2 separate regions of the Pan troglodytes genome follow, and region 2 is linked to region 1. The links are chromatin contacts, called in public capture Hi-C maps. All regions are on one chromosome and are shown on one strand. Each heading gives the region's core, a stretch centred on a gene start, on an enhancer-like site or on the middle of the called end of the contact. The rest is flanking DNA. Distances are from core to core; before and after follow the strand shown. Region 1 overlaps GPA33 (glycoprotein A33). Region 2 overlaps ILDR2 (immunoglobulin like domain containing receptor 2).

Region 1 (7,474 bases), core at 3,505-6,004:
ATTAATTTGTCTTTAGCAAGTAACTCAGCTTCATTCAACCTCCATTTCCTCATCTAAAATCAGAAATAATAGTACCTGCCTCACAGGGTACTTGCAAGCATAAAATGAGGTACTAATAATAAATATAAGCCCACAACAGAATGCCTGATATGTAGTAAGTGCTCAGGAAACATAATACACATTATGTATTACATGAAAAAGCTTTCTAATCAGAAGATATTATTACTTTTATGATCTTCAGAAACCAAATCTCTTAGCTTAGACTCATATGAAAGAAGCCTTTGGAAATGAAAAACTCTGATCTCTGGATTTCTGCCATGAGAGAGGTGTGTGGGGTATATGTGTGTGTGTGTGTGTCTGTGTGTTATGTGGTGTGTGTGGTGTGTCAGTGTGTGTGGTGTGTGGTGTGTCAGTGTGTGTGGTGTGTGGTGTGTCAGTGTGTGTGGTGTGTCAGTGATGTGCAGCGTGTGTGTGCTGTGCTCTGTGAGAGTAGTGTGTGTATGGTATGTGGTGTGTGTGGCATATGTGTGGTATGTGTGTATAGTGTGTGTGATGGGAGTGTGATGTGTGGTGTATGTATGTGGCATAAGGGGTGTGTGTGATATGAGATGTGTATGTGGTGACTGGGTGGTGTATGGTGTGCTGTGCACTATGAGAGTTGTGTGTGTGCATGTAGTGTGTGGTGTGTGTATAAGGAGTGTGTGTGCTGTGTGTGTGTAGTGTGTGTTTTGTGTGTGTTTCTGGGTTGTGTGTGGTATGGGGTGGTGAATGTGTATTTGTGGTGTGTGGTGTGTGTGTGGTATGTGAATGTGTGTAAAGTGTGGGAGGTATATGTGTGTGGTGTGGGGGCAGTGAGTGTGTGTGGTGTGTGTAGTGTGTATGTGTAGAGTGTGTAGTTTGTGTGTGTAGTGTGTGGTGTATGTGGTGTGGGTGGTGTATGTGGTGTGTGTGGTGTGTGTATGGCGTGTGTGTGGTGTATGGTGTTTTGGGGTGCCTGGGAAGTATATGTGTGTGGTATGGGGGGCAGTGTGTGTGTTGTGTGTAGTGTATGGTATGTGAGGGGTGTGTGTATGGTGTGTGTAGTGTGTGTGATGTGTGTGTTGTAAGTGTGGGATGTGTGTGGTGTGTGTAGTGTGTGTGGTGCATGTGGTAAGTGTGTGATGTGTGTGGTGTGTGCTGTGTGCTGTGTGCAGTGTGTGTAATATGTGTGGTGCCTGTGGTGAGTGTGTGATGTGTGTGGTGTATGTAGGGTGTCTGGTGTGTATGGTGCATGTGTGATGTGTGTGGTGTGTGTGTGGCATGTGTAGTGTGTGGTGCGTGTGGTGTGTCTGGTGTGTGGTGTGTGTGTGGTGGTGTGTGTAGTGTCTGTGGTGTGTGTGGTATGTGATGTGTGTGGTGCGTGTGGTGTGTGATGTGTGTGGTGTGTGTAGTGCATGTGGTGTGGGGGGGGTGTGTGGTGTGTGTAGTTGTGTGGTACATGTGGTGAGTGTGTGTTGTGTGTGGTGTGTGTGTGGCATGTGTAGTGTGTGGTGCGTGTGGTGTGGTGTGTGTGTGGCAGCACGTGTAGTGTGTGTGGTGTGTGGTGTGTGATGTGTGTGGTGTGTGTGTGGTGTGTGTAGTGTGTGGTATGGTGAGTGTGTGATGTGTCTGGTGTGTGGTGTGTGATGTGTGTGGTATGTGGTGTGTGTAGTGTGTGTGGTGAGTGTGTGATGTGTGTGGTGTGTGTAGTGTGTGTGGTACGGTGTGTGATGTGTCTGGTGTGTGGTGTGTGTGTGGTGTGTGTAGTGCGTGTGTAGTGTGTGATGTATGTGGTGTGTGTGGTGTGTGTATGGCGTGTGTGTGGTGTATGGTGTTCTGGGGTGTCTGAGTGGTATATGTGTGTGGTATGGGGGCAGTGTGTGTGTTGTGTGTAGTGTATGGTATGTGAGGGGTGTGTGTATGGTGTGTGTAGTGTGTGTGATGCATGTGGTGTGTGTGATGAGTGTGTGATGTGTGTGGTGTGTGTCGTATGTGTGGTGTGTGTGGTGAGTGTGATGTGTGTGGTGTGTGTAGTGTGTATGGTGCATATGGTGAGTGTGTGTTGTGTGTGGTGTGTGTGGCATGTGTAGTGTGTGGTGCATGTGGTGTGGTGTGTATGTGGCAGCGTTTGTAGTGTGTGTGGTGAGTGTGTGATGTGTGTGGTGTGTGGTGTGTGTGTGGTGTGTGTGGTGTGTGTAGTGTGTGTGGTGTGTGTAGTGTGTGTGCTGCATGTGGTGTGTGTGGTGTGTAATGTGTGTGGTGTGTGTGGCGTGTGTAGTATGTGTGATGTGTGGTGTGTGCTGGGTGTAATGTGTGTGGTGTGTGATGTGTGGTGTGTGTTGCATGTGTAGTGTCTGTGGTATGGGGGGTGGTGAATGTGTGTGCTGTTGGGGTGGGACGGAGGCAGACTGTCTAGACTCTTCCTCTACATCTGCCGCCACTTGAGCAAGCCATTTAACTTCTTTGAGCTGTAGGCTTCCTTTGGAAAGTAGGAGTGAAAACACCTGATCCTCCTGAATCGAAGAGAACGGACCAGAATGTCCCATGGAAGACCTTTCCCCTCAATCTATCATCCTATGCATTTCTTCATCTTGAAAGCAAGAGCTTTGTGCTTGGGCATATGTATATGTCCTGCCATCCAAGACGCTTTGTTATAACTGCTATTTTGAGAGGAGCTGGAGACCTACCTCCTCTAATTTTGCTGCAGAGCCAGCCTTGCCTGATCCCTGCTGCCACCAGGTGGTTACACGCCATCCCTAAGAGACGCTCTAAATTGTAAATACGATCCTGTCACTGCTCTGTTCAGACATTTCAGGGGCTGCCCAGCAACCACTAGACGTAATCTTCAGTAACAAGTCCAAGCTTCAGGTCACAGATCTGGCCCTGTCAATCATACCAGCTTTGTCTCTTGCCACTTGGTGCTAGGGGCAAAACCAGGGGAGTTGTCCTCTCTCCGCCCCACCGTCACTTTCTTGCAAGATTGCATCTCAAGATTTTCCTTCTCCGGATGTGCTGCTCAGTACACATCCTCAAATGTGATGTCCTTTCATCCTTCCAGCAATCCTCAATATTTCAATCTCCAATTCATGGAGTTAACTGGAGGCTTAAAGAAGTTAAGTGAACTGCTCAAGGTCACAAAATTAAGAAATTATAAAACAGGAACAAAAATCCTGTTTCAGGTCTAGAACTCCCTGGAGCCATTGATAATTTTCTTTTAAAAATTTGTGACCGGGTGCATTGGCTCACGCCTGTAATCCCAGCACTTTGGGAGGCCAAGGCGGGCAGATCACTTGAGGTCAGGAGTTCGAGACCAGCCTGACTAACACAGTGAAACCCCCCGTCTCTACTACAAATATAAAAATCAGCCGGGCATGGTGGTGCGCGCCTCTAGTCCCAGGTACTTGGGAGGCTGAGGCAAAAGAATCGCTTGAACCTGGGTGGTGGAGGTTACAGTGAGCTGAGATCGCACCACTGCACTCCAGCCTGAGCAACAAAGCGAGATTCCATCTCGAAAAATATATATATATAAATAAAATTTTGTATGATAAAAGCAATGTATGCTCCTTATAATAATGTATAAATGATATAAAACTATTATTTCAATTCAATTCAATACAGAAAATCTTTAGCTGCTGATCACAGCTATAAACGAGATGAAGAGGGTCCCTGTCCTCTTGGTGTTTCCAGTCTCCCAAAGAAGACAGACATGAAACAATGGTGGTTACAGTTCAAGATGGAGGTACTATCTGAGCTTATGGCAAGGGGTTTTAATCTCATCCAAAGGGCCAAGGAATGCCTCTTTAAAGAAGAGAGAACAAATAAAAATCATTCATAATTCCATTACCTATAAATAACACTTTGATTTGGTGCTATTTTCTTTCAGTCTTTTCACTTGTACTTTCTTCAAATTCTTCCCTTGACCCCCAGGACACTACTCTCTGGATGCTCATTCTTCATAAAATGTGTCCCCTTCTATCCTAGAATTCCACGCCTCAGTATGTTTTCTGGAACATTGTTTACATGTGATATTAATATGCGGCATGGAGAAGGAGTCCCTAAAAAAGCAAGTTTAGGAATCACTGAGTTAGGGTTAAGTAATCTTTCTAAGGGCAGCACTTTCAGAGCTCCTACAATGCTGTTGAGCACTGGGAACTTCTGACAGCGGGGTGTGGTATTCATGCTCTCATTTGCTAAATGAATTGGATTTGTTATTTTTAAGAGGCATCTTGAAGGAACACACTTTAGGAAATGCTCTATGGCCCTGGGCATGCTTAGGAGGTCTAGAGCTCATAACAGATCCCCACCACTTAAGAGTGTGAAGCTCGGCCTCTGGGTTTAGTGTAGGCAGCACACTGCAGACAGTCAGGACTTTTTTAGTTGTCAAGAGTCCAGCTTTGAGCTCTAGGCCTTGTTTAGGGTGGGAAACATGGGGTTTCCTAGTCCAATGAGTCAGCGCTATCCTCCCCCAGTTCCCTGATGCAAACCGTGTGCACTGGAAGCTGCTAGGATGAACCAGTGCAGGTCTTGTGCCACAGGACCTTCTTTGATTCCGAGTTGGGGCTCCCAAGCCCCTTTTCCTTTGGAAAGGGACTAGTAATTTCTGATATCCGGAGAAAACTAATGTTTCCGCTGCAGTGGCGACACCTTGTGGTCAGAAAGGGGAATGCACAGGACGGTCATACGCTTCCCACGTTCCTCTGCTCCAGCTGTGGAGAGATTCCCCTCAAGAGAACCTCCGGTCTCACCAAGACGCTAATGTCACGTTGACAAGATCTAACGTTTCCGCATCCCCCCAACCCCTACCCAATCCCGTAGCTTGTCGACAAGCCCCTGCTGCCACCTCTCTCTCACAAAGGGCCCTCACGATCCTCCTTGGACTGGTCCCCAACCTTCACAACCGCCTCCCCTTAAGTGCTCCAGGCCCCAGAACTACCCCCTCCCCCACTTCCTTGATATCCAAATTCCTGTTTCTTCAGTGCATGAAACTCAGCTTCCTGGGACACAGCTTACCAAGTCTGTTCAGAGCTATTACACATGGGATCTCCTCTCATCCTCTTCGCAGCTTTTGGGGAATCCCAGTTTTTTTCAAAGGGCAGTACTAAGGGTCAGAGAGGCTGAGAGTGACTCACAGCTCCAAAGTGGAGAAGTCAGGACTTCTTGTTTCCTGATTCTGGATTCCCTGTTCTTTTCACTGCTAGCTTGTTTCCACTGAGGGTTTAGTCAAAGGAATGAATCTCTAATGTTGGAAATTGTCTTCAGATGTAGGAGAGCAGAGGTACCCTCCTCTCCAAATTGTCCACGGTGGACTGAAATGTTTTAAAAGCCAGAAACAATTTGGGCTGACCCACAGAGGAAGAAGAATTAGCAGATTCTTTTTATTTATTTTTTGTTTGTTTGTTTTGTGTTTTTAAGACAAGATCTGGCTCTAGTGCCCAGGCTGCAGTGGCACCATCTTGGCTCACTGCAACCTCTGCCTTCCAGGCCCAAGGATCTTCCCACCTCAGCCTCCCAAGTAGCTGGGACTACAGGCACACACCACCATGCCAGGCTAATTTTTGTATTTTTGGTAGAGACAGGGTTTCACCATGTTGCCCAGGTGGGTCTCGAACTCCTGTACTCAAGCGATCCACCCGCCTCAGCTTCTCCAAGTGCTGGGATTACAGGCATGAGCCACTGCACCTGGCCAGAATTGGCAGATTCTCCAAGGCTCTGCAAAGCAGAGTGGAAACGAAGGCTTTGAGAACTCTGCCCTCACCCCGCAATGTCTCCAGATGCCAGGGCGTGTTGTTACGGACATTAACCATATTCTTTTCTGTCACCCGCAGGTCCCCATTCTGACTCAGCAAATCTTAATTAGAGACAGGATAAAGCTTTCACAAATTAAAGCTTTCACAAATTAAAGACGCAATTCTCTTTTCACCTCCTTTCCTGTCCTCAGGATTCTCCCTTTTGCATAATGAAAGAACTAAGTTTTGGCTTCTAACAACCAGAGGAGTCTCCCTGTGGAGGCAGGAGAGAACTGCAGCTGGGCTGTCCCTTTGTGAGGCTCCTCAAAAGGTACCCGTGGCTTACAGGGCAAAGACGAACCTCCCTAGCGTGACGCACAGGCTCTTCATGATTTCTCATCACTGTGTTTCTTAACAAGAGTATCTCCCACCATTCCTACACCTACACATGCACCCTACCCCTTAGCCACACCAGACAGTCATGATTCCTTCCTGTTCTCCATGCCAAGCCTCCTCATCCTTGAGGACCCAACTCAAATAACAGCTAATAACACTTAGCATTAAATGAGTGCTTACTGCCTACCAGGCACTAGTCTCAATGCTTTACATCTACTTTTTTTTAATCTTCACAACCCTATGAAGTAAACACTAGCATTGTACCCATTTCATAGACATAGAACCTAAGGCACAAAGAAGCTGAGTCACTTGCCAAGGTCATACAGCTAACAAGTGTCCGAGCCAGGAGTCAAGCCCATGGCATGCTCTTAACCACTGTCAACTCCAATACCCACTCCTTGGAGAAACCTTCTTTGATCTTCTTATGCATCTTCTGTGTTACATCACCACTGGGTATAAAGCTATTATAGCATCTGCCACCTATAACATTCAGCTTTGGGTCTCCCTATACACACTTTGCTGGAAAGAAGATCAGACACTACCAGTGTCCACAGCACACCTACCGTGACCATGGCTGGAGTCACTAGACTATTCATAGGCCAGAGAGAGGAGGCCACAGAGCCCCCGGAGAGCTGCCAGGTGGTTTCAACAAAAATTCCAGACACACTCGATAAAAAGTTGCCAACCAGAAATACGTAAACACAACTAGAAGCTTGTTGAAAACCTACACTACATTGACCTATTTTAAGTTAGGTCGAGTGGATTCTACTAACTGTTTTTTTTTTTTTTTTTTTTTTTGAGACGGAGTCTCGCTCTGTTGCCCAGGCTGCAGGCTGGAGTGCGGTGGTGCGATCTCGGCTCACTGCAAGCTCCGCCTCCCAGGTTCACGCCATTCTCCTACCTCAGCCTCCGGAGTAGCTGGGACTACAGGCGCCCGCCACCACGCCTGGCTAATTTTTTGTATTTTTAGTAGAGACGGGGTTTCACCGTGTTAGCCAGGATGGTCTCGATCTCCTGACCTCGTGATCCGCCTGCCTCAGCCTCCCAAAGTGTCTACTAACTTTTTTAAGAAGTCGATTTGCCCCCAAACGAGTGATAAAGCTCTTCCTGGATTGAGTGCACCCCCAATGTGTGCATCCGTCCGGCTGGGCTTATCCAGGACACCAGATATTCTTCCCCCGGGTCCTCACCCCCACCCCCAGGCACCTCATCTTCTCAGAAGAGCTGTGTGCCCTGCTGGCTTTGCTTTCCACCTCTGGCCTCCTTTTCCACCTACACTGAACTGAAAGACCTCCCAGAAGCTAAATCGGATGGACACCTTTCAGGCCTTGTCT
Region 2 (7,474 bases), core at 2,288-4,787, 140 kb before region 1:
ACAAAATCCAGAGGTAATCAAACTGTTTTAGAGTCTATCTTTAAGTTAAATCTACATGTTAACATTTTTAAGTTAACTACTTAAAAAAAATTGAGCCCAGATGCTTCAAGCAAAAACAGATTTTCTGCTTGACAAGGCCACTAAAATCTGGAATTCCCTTGAGAGGGCTTAGCCATCCAAAACAGGATTAATAGTTCTCAGAGGTATTTATCACTTCTCTTGCTAACAAAGGTTTTTAATTGCCTCCTCTTAATTATGGTGCTGTGGAATTTCTCAAATCTTAACAGAACTTGAAATGTCCTCCCACGAATAGCTTCCTTCCTCCCTTCCCCAAGTGTAATTTCTAGCAGGCATATGCTTGTGCCCATCTTCGAAATGAGCTAGGTACCATCACCTTATCCAACCACCTTTCCTACCCTTCATCTCCTTCTGAATGTTACAGTCTGTGGAGAGCAGTAAGAGTGACAACAGAATTTATCTAGCTTATTACAATCTGTAAAAGCATACCTTTTGCTCTGTCAGTACCAGCCCCCTCTGTAACCCCACAATATGTATTCCTCTATTACTGTACTTACAACAATCAGAGAAGGACATGTATCATATGATTCTTTCTCTTGCTGAGGTCATTTAATGTCAGATCATGATTAACCATAGTTGTGTTAATTATGAGTTCTTGGTAACAAATGTAGGTAAGAATTCTTTATTACGTTTAAAACATTACAACCAAATTCAATTTGTATGTCTGACACAGAAAAAAAAAGTCATGGACAACAGTAATACAAACATTTCAGTTTTGATGTCACAAACAAGGCACAAAAACAACTGACAGGTGGCCCTCACGAAGCCAACTTCTCACCCTTCTCTGTCCCACCCTCCTACTCCCTTGTTCTTTATTCTCACAAAGCAAATTTCTTATGCAGTCGTGTCTACTACTTTTGTTAATAAAACGGCTTTTCCTTAAAGCCAAGGTAAAAGAGAAGCTATCTGTGTCTCTTTTAGCCTTCCCAGAAGAAATGAGTCAGACTAGTTACTTCATGGCCAGCCCCACCAAGAAACTCTAAGAAAAATTTAGCGAAACTACTATATCTTTTTCCTTCTCACATTCCTTATTCCTCTATATCTGATCCCTCTTAGTTCTACCTAAAATCTTAAAATGTAGTGAAGATGCCAGATTTTTGCTGTTAAGCAGCTTCTGCTTGGAGTTCTGAATCCAGATGAATCTGTCGTTTCGTTCAGAAACTTCTCTGCAAGAAGGATTCTCCAGAAAACCTGAAGCACATATTACCCCTCACAGCACAGCTGATGAAAGTGAGGCTCTCAGCTGGGTTCAGTGGCTCATGTCTGTAATACCAGCACTTTAGGCAGCCAAGGTGGGAGGATCACTTGAGGCCAGGAGTTTGAGACAAGCCTGGGAAATATAACAAGACCCCATCTCTACAAACAAACAAAATTTGCTGGACGTGGTGGCATATATCTGTAGTCCTACCTACTTGGGAGGCTGAGGGAGGAGGATTGCTTGAGCTAGGAGTTTGAGACTGCAGTGAGCTGACAGCACCACTGCACTGCACTGCACCATGGGCCACAGAGCAAGATCCTGTCTCAAAAAAAAAAAAGAAAGAAAAAGAAAACAAAACTCTCCTTGAGTGAAGCCACAACTCCCTCTTAGATTAGCATTTGAGGAATGAATGGTCCTTAGTTGGATGAAGCAGCAACGGTATCTGTCTTCATAGCTTCGCCACATCCATGACATATGAACAAGCATCAAGTCTACGGCTCTTCTCACCAGATGTCTGGCTGTGAAGAGAAACTGGAATCTGGAATACCCAGATTCCAGTCCCATGAGTATTTAAGGAATTGGAAAGGACACTAGACAAGACAGTCAGAAGGCCTGGCTTTATAATTTTAAAAACCATTTGACTACAGACAAGTCACTTAGTATTTTTCAACCTCAGTTTTACATTCTGTGTAATGAGACCACAACATCTGCCCTGCCTCTATCACAGCAGTTGATGTTGGGATCAAATGAAAGTGTTCTGTAAACAGTAATATATCATAAAAATAACACAAATATTATTAGTATTAACCTTCTCTCCTTCAAATAGTGCTAAAGCTCAGGCTGCTGCTTAAAGCATCTCAACACTGCCCTTGCACCACTCTGATGTTAAATGCCCCTTCTTCAAGCTTCATAGATCAATTCCCCAGATGACTAGGGGGTAGGATAATGGCAGAAAAACGAGGCACTTTTTCCTTCTAGGACTTTATGTAGCTGGCCCCCTATTTTAGTGAATTTGGATTTCTACATCCTATCAATCAATTTCAGACTTCCATTAAGATGCTGGCAGCATTTAAATCTGATTTTGGAAGGATATAAAATGAGGACTTTTATTATTCTTGTCCACCCAACTTTAGGTAAGACCAAAGTGGAAGTGCTATTGGCCAGTCATCCTTATGATTTGTATGCTTTATAAAATGATTGAGTTTTTCTATTTCCCCAATGGCATCTTTTCCTTCTATTCATGATTTAAGTTTTGCTAAAAATATATCAAGAGAATGAGAAAATTACCTGTAATTCTTGTTGTCTGTTCTGAGACTGTCACAATAGATCACTGTTCTGGGAATGGAAATATCTACAACAGCCTCCCTGGGAGTGCTCCTGACACTCCTTTCTCTCTGCCTGTTTTCCCACTACCACTAGCGTACTCTGGTGAGCCCATCCAGGTCACAGCAAGACTTCTGAGTGACTCACCACAGCCAGCCCCAAAGGATTGAGAGGGACCTCACCAGGACATTTGAAGAAAAAATTCTAAGGCCCAAGGAAGCCTCAGGACTAGCTGTTTGGAGTACCCAGAGGTATGACTTAGTGCAACGATTTCCAAATGCATCTGATCACAGGAGTCTCCTGGAATGCATATTAAAAATATGAATTCTGGCTCTAGACCCACCCAATCTCCAAAACAGGGTCCAACAATACCTTTTTAACAGCAGCTATCAAGTTAATTCTTATGGTTAGGCAATTTTGGGAAACACTAATCAGCAGAAAAGATCCAGAGGTTGGGAGTCTAAAGACCTAATAGGTTTGTGACTTCATTAATGGGAGTGATGGTTTCTTCACCTATTAAAAAAAATTGGGTGAGGGGCGGTGGTAAATTACAACAGTATCTGTGACTTCAGCTTCTCTCAAAGGCAAGATCTAATCAGACTACCTATGTGAAATTTTGTGGACTATTCAGAAATATTTACAGATGTGGTCAGGTGCCTTGGGTTTGGGTGGCAGCCTTTTCCCATCTCCAGTATGCCTAATCCTATGTCAAGTGCACAGTGAGGATCATGAGAAGGGGGATGTGAGGCCTAGCATCTCCGTGAGACCTGCCCTGTGTTGGTGAATATGGGCAGCAGCACTCACAGCTGCAGAACTGAGCCCCAGGAGCAGCTACGCTGAGCTCCCCTGTGAACGTGCTTGGATGGAATAGCTGCCATGCACCAGGTCCATGGCCATTGTCTCCAACTTCCTAATGAATCCATGCATGGCCTAGAGAGGCAGCTCATCTACCAGGGGACACCTCCCTGCCACCTGCATCCACACTCCCTCCTCCAGCGTGTTCCTGACTCAGTAGTGACTCACAGGCAAGCACAGCAGCTTATGCATCATCCCTCTGGGACCCCTGCTGCTCACCCTTTCCTGATCCTAATTCACCTCTTTTCAGTTCAGACTTTTGAGTATTGGCTTTTCAGATCACCGAGTCTATGTTTAAATAAGATGATGGACAAACACATACAACACTTTAATATCAAAGTATTCTCATTTAAGTTTTTAAAAAAACTAAATCTCTGGTTTTATTATAATTTATCCATAGCACTATTTCATACTCTATGTATAAAATCTCCTTTCTTGAGCATGTCTTATTTCCCCTATTAAATTACGGGGTCCTAGTGGACAGAGATTATGTCTTACACAAGATTTACTTTGTACCCCAATAAGACCTAGGAAAGAAGCTAACAAATATAACCATTTCCTATTCAGGACACACTATTCAAGGGAGAATAAACAAAAGGACACATAGAGGAAAGTCAGGGGTGCTGAGGACAAGAAGTTTTGACTTGTCAACTCAGCCTTAACTCCTGTCCATATACCCAGAAACAACTGCTTTTTCTCTCTACTGAAAGCCTGGAAGTCTGAATGATTTATCCAGTTCTACAAAGGACAACCTGGTCCCAACTCCCAAGGTTAATTCAGTAGCCTGCTATCTTCTTTGTACTTTTCAGTCTATCTGTAGTTTTGTTGTCTTTGGAATTGCAGGTTTCCAATTTTAATAATTCTTTAATTCTTTCCCATTGCTACCCTCAACCTTCACCAAAATCATACGTCTGTAGCTTTAAAAAAAACATTATTTTTGGTCTCTGAAGCTGGTGCTATGAGGCTCTTTGGTGGTGAAAAGCCTGACACAGTGCTCAGTATAAAGCGATAATAGCTACCACAGCTACCCAATATTCTCCAAAATTGCCTGAGCAAGTTGAAATCCAAAGCTGGTGACTAAGAAATGTTTTTTATCATCTTTTCCATCTGAACTGGGGTCCAAACAGACAGGCTAGACCTAGGCTTTCAGAGGCCAGGGACACCAGCAAGTCTAAAACTCAGCACCAGGGTTATGGCTTGTGTCTTCCAGCCCTTGGAAGTGCCAGCACTGGGTTCAACTGTTCTCCCGATTTCTCTGGGACTGGCCAAAGCAACACGGAAGTCCTTTGGTAGGTCAATTCTCCAAGCAATGACACATACCAGCTCATCCCTCTGACCCTCACCCAGCCACTTTCTTATTTCATTGCAAACATAGGACTTTTTTTGGAAATGTCATGAAGTACAAATGGATACTAGAGGAATGGTACTTTGAGAATAGGGTCTAGCTCCAGTCGGGTGGCTCTGGAGAAGACCAAAAAGATGGTAAAGAAGAGATCTTCAGAGGTTGTCCACGGATCCACAGACAGGGAAGAAACCACTGCTGGATTAAGGGATAGCAAAGTCAAGCATTATCCTCCACTCCACAAGAGTGCAGGGTGAAAAGCTTTGATAAAAATCTGTCAACAATAGTGGAGGCTATGAGAAACACAAGTTTGGATGGAGTAAGAGGTTCAGGGATGAACATTCAGACAAGAACGAGTCAGGTTTGTTCTTAAAGAGAAATGAACGTAAAGAATGCATCAACTTCTCATGCCTCGAGTAGGAATCAGAAATTTGGGCTGGGTTCAGCTAGGCAGTTCTTCTATTGGTATCACCTGGACTCACCCATGTCTGCATCAGCTGGAAGTTGACGGGCTGTCAGATAGGGTGACAGGGGTAACTGGGCCCTTTTGTTTTGTCATGCAGCAGGATAGTCCAGGCTTGTTCACCTGATGGTAGTTGCAAGGTTCCCAAGAGCAGCAAAAGAGGACAAGCCCCATGCACAAGAACTTTTCAAGTCTCTGCTTGTGTCACATTTGTTGGGCTACTGGCTAAATCAAATCACATAGCCAACTCCAGATTCAAGGGGTTGGAAAAAAGATGGCACCTCTTGATGAGAAGGAAAGAGTTTGTGGCCATTTTTGCTATCTACACAAACGATAAAATCCAGAGATCTAGCTTTGGGATTTAGGCAAAATCTATCATTTAGGCAAGGGTGGGAATAGGAAGTACTCCTTCCTGAGAAAGCAGTATCTCTAATCTCTTGAAAGCAGCCATAGTGGCAGTCTAGTCAGGCCAAATGCTGTATGTTCCACATCCCCCATGTCCTAGAATGGCAGAACTGGGATGGCAGAAACAATTAACGGCAAGTGAAGCACAAAACCAGAAAAGACTGAGTGAAGTTTGTGGGTGAAATGGTCCACATTCAAAATATAATGAGATGATGTTATTTCCCTTTTAAATTCCTTCTCATTCTTTTCTATATGCATTACTGCTTTCTCCTCTTTCCTCCCTCTTCTCTTTCATGTGTATATTTTAAGCATTTATCACAAGGCATTCAATGACAATCTAATCAGAGTGCAGAGGGAGGCAGGGCTCTGTGTGTGGCACCAACCTGTGGGAAGTCCAGGAGAGGGGAGGAAGAGAAGAGCCCTTAATGTCTAAGACTCAGATATTGACATGTGCAGCAGAAAAGGAAAAAGCAGTTTACGTTCTCAGAATGGAAAAGGAAATACCACTTAGACAGCTTTTCAAAAAGGTATACTCGCTTTTGCTTTGTCCTAGCCACTTAAGAATTGTCATTCAGAACAGCAGTGAAGTCATTTCTGTGATTGTCCCAGAGGTCACTGTCACTGAGCTCACCAAAGGCCTTTTGATTTTAGTGTAACAACAGTCATTGACTAGTGACTGGAAAGTGATGGGGATAAAAGGTATATTTTGACTTGAAGCTATCTTCCCTTGTCAGAAGAAGGCCTTCTAATAGTAGTAATAAATTCTTCTGTCTCTAAGTATAGCACAGGAGGTATAGAAAAGCATATTGTAGGCATAGGCAATTTCTGGAGTTTAGCAGTCCAGAGCTAACTCTCTTTCAGAATTGCAAATGGAGTCCTGGTTCTGTTAAGGGAGGAGGCTGGGCAGGATAAACGCTATAGTTGAGAAACTCTGTATGTAGGAATGTTCTCACACATTCTTGCTTTCTTGGTAAGCTTCTCAAACTAGTTAGATGGGCACAGAGGTTTGAAATCAGCCTCCCTTAAAGGCTGCCTGCCATCCCTTGCCAAAGCAGAGATCAGCAAATCTTCCAAGGTGATGGCCAGAGAAGGTCCTGGGCCTGCTGGTTCTTGGATTTATGTCTTGTCCCCGTAGTCCATGTCTGATTTCTCATTATCCAGAGAAATGTTGACAACATCAGACCACAAGGGACATCCTGGTTGGAAAGTCATTCTAGGAAAGAGCAGAAAGAGCCCAACATTAAGCCACATGCTAGTTAAAGAAAACAACGAATAACAGATGGTTCTCTGGGCAGAGTCCACAACCCGTTCAGTGCCAGGCACCCCTGATTCTCAGAACCTTTCATTAGACCTGTGATGGTTGATCCTAAGCCTCAGTAGAGGCTAAAGCCAGCGTACATCTGATAGGCTTAGTTCCATGGTCACAGAATAACTTCTCACCCCCTTTAGGATAACTACTATGTTTAGAGCTCCACAACAGCAAGTGTGGTTGGTATTCCATAAACCTGAAATCGCCTGAAAGTTTCTTCCCTACTCATAGTACTTTGGTTATTGCATTTTTTTATTTAAGGAAAAATAAAATACACTGAATTCCTTTGGAAGGGTTAATAATTGTGTCAAAACCTTTTTCTGTTTATATTCCTTCTCCCCATACTAAACACGAAAGAAAACGTCCAGCTTGGATTCATAAAAAACGGAATGGTGGGGAGGCAGGGTAATTGCGAAGGGGGAGAAGCAGTTGTGCTTGGAGAGTGATCTCCAAAGCATGGGGGTCAGAGGCCCTTGGTACCCCACAGCGGACATTTGTGAC

The links. Capture Hi-C pulls out chosen DNA fragments and counts their contacts.
Region 2: a contact with region 1 is called in a capture Hi-C map of stem cell-derived neural stem cells, with 6 times the contacts expected there. The contact joins two enhancer-like sites. A contact is called at or near these places in 5 of 7 Hi-C or Micro-C datasets (blood, induced pluripotent stem cells, a lymphoblastoid cell line and 1 more) and 1 of 1 other capture datasets (stem cell-derived neural stem cells).

The regions. Positions count from the first base shown.
Region 1 is chr1:82,058,126-82,065,599 of NHGRI_mPanTro3-v2.0_pri, reverse strand. The region is part of intron 4 of GPA33 (glycoprotein A33); the gene reads right to left. LOC107969148 (a long non-coding RNA gene) reads left to right here. Exons shown (of 2, transcript XR_001710789.4): 2 at 3,637-3,872. Among named protein-coding and RNA genes, the nearest start is that of GPA33, 32 kb to the right of the region's middle. Within about 2 kb of position 4,754, at least 4 of the 24 cell types and tissues checked have an H3K27ac peak or open chromatin away from gene starts, as enhancers often do. A contact at or near this core is called in stem cell-derived neural stem cells, where this site is marked.
Region 2 is chr1:82,201,899-82,209,372 of NHGRI_mPanTro3-v2.0_pri, reverse strand. It overlaps ILDR2 (immunoglobulin like domain containing receptor 2), which reads right to left. Exons shown (of 8, transcript XM_054655387.2): 8 at 3,803-6,877. The coding sequence ends at 6,842. Among named protein-coding and RNA genes, the nearest start is that of TADA1, 40 kb to the left of the region's middle. Within about 2 kb of position 3,537, at least 1 of the 24 cell types and tissues checked has an H3K27ac peak or open chromatin away from gene starts, as enhancers often do. A contact at or near this core is called in stem cell-derived neural stem cells, where this site is marked.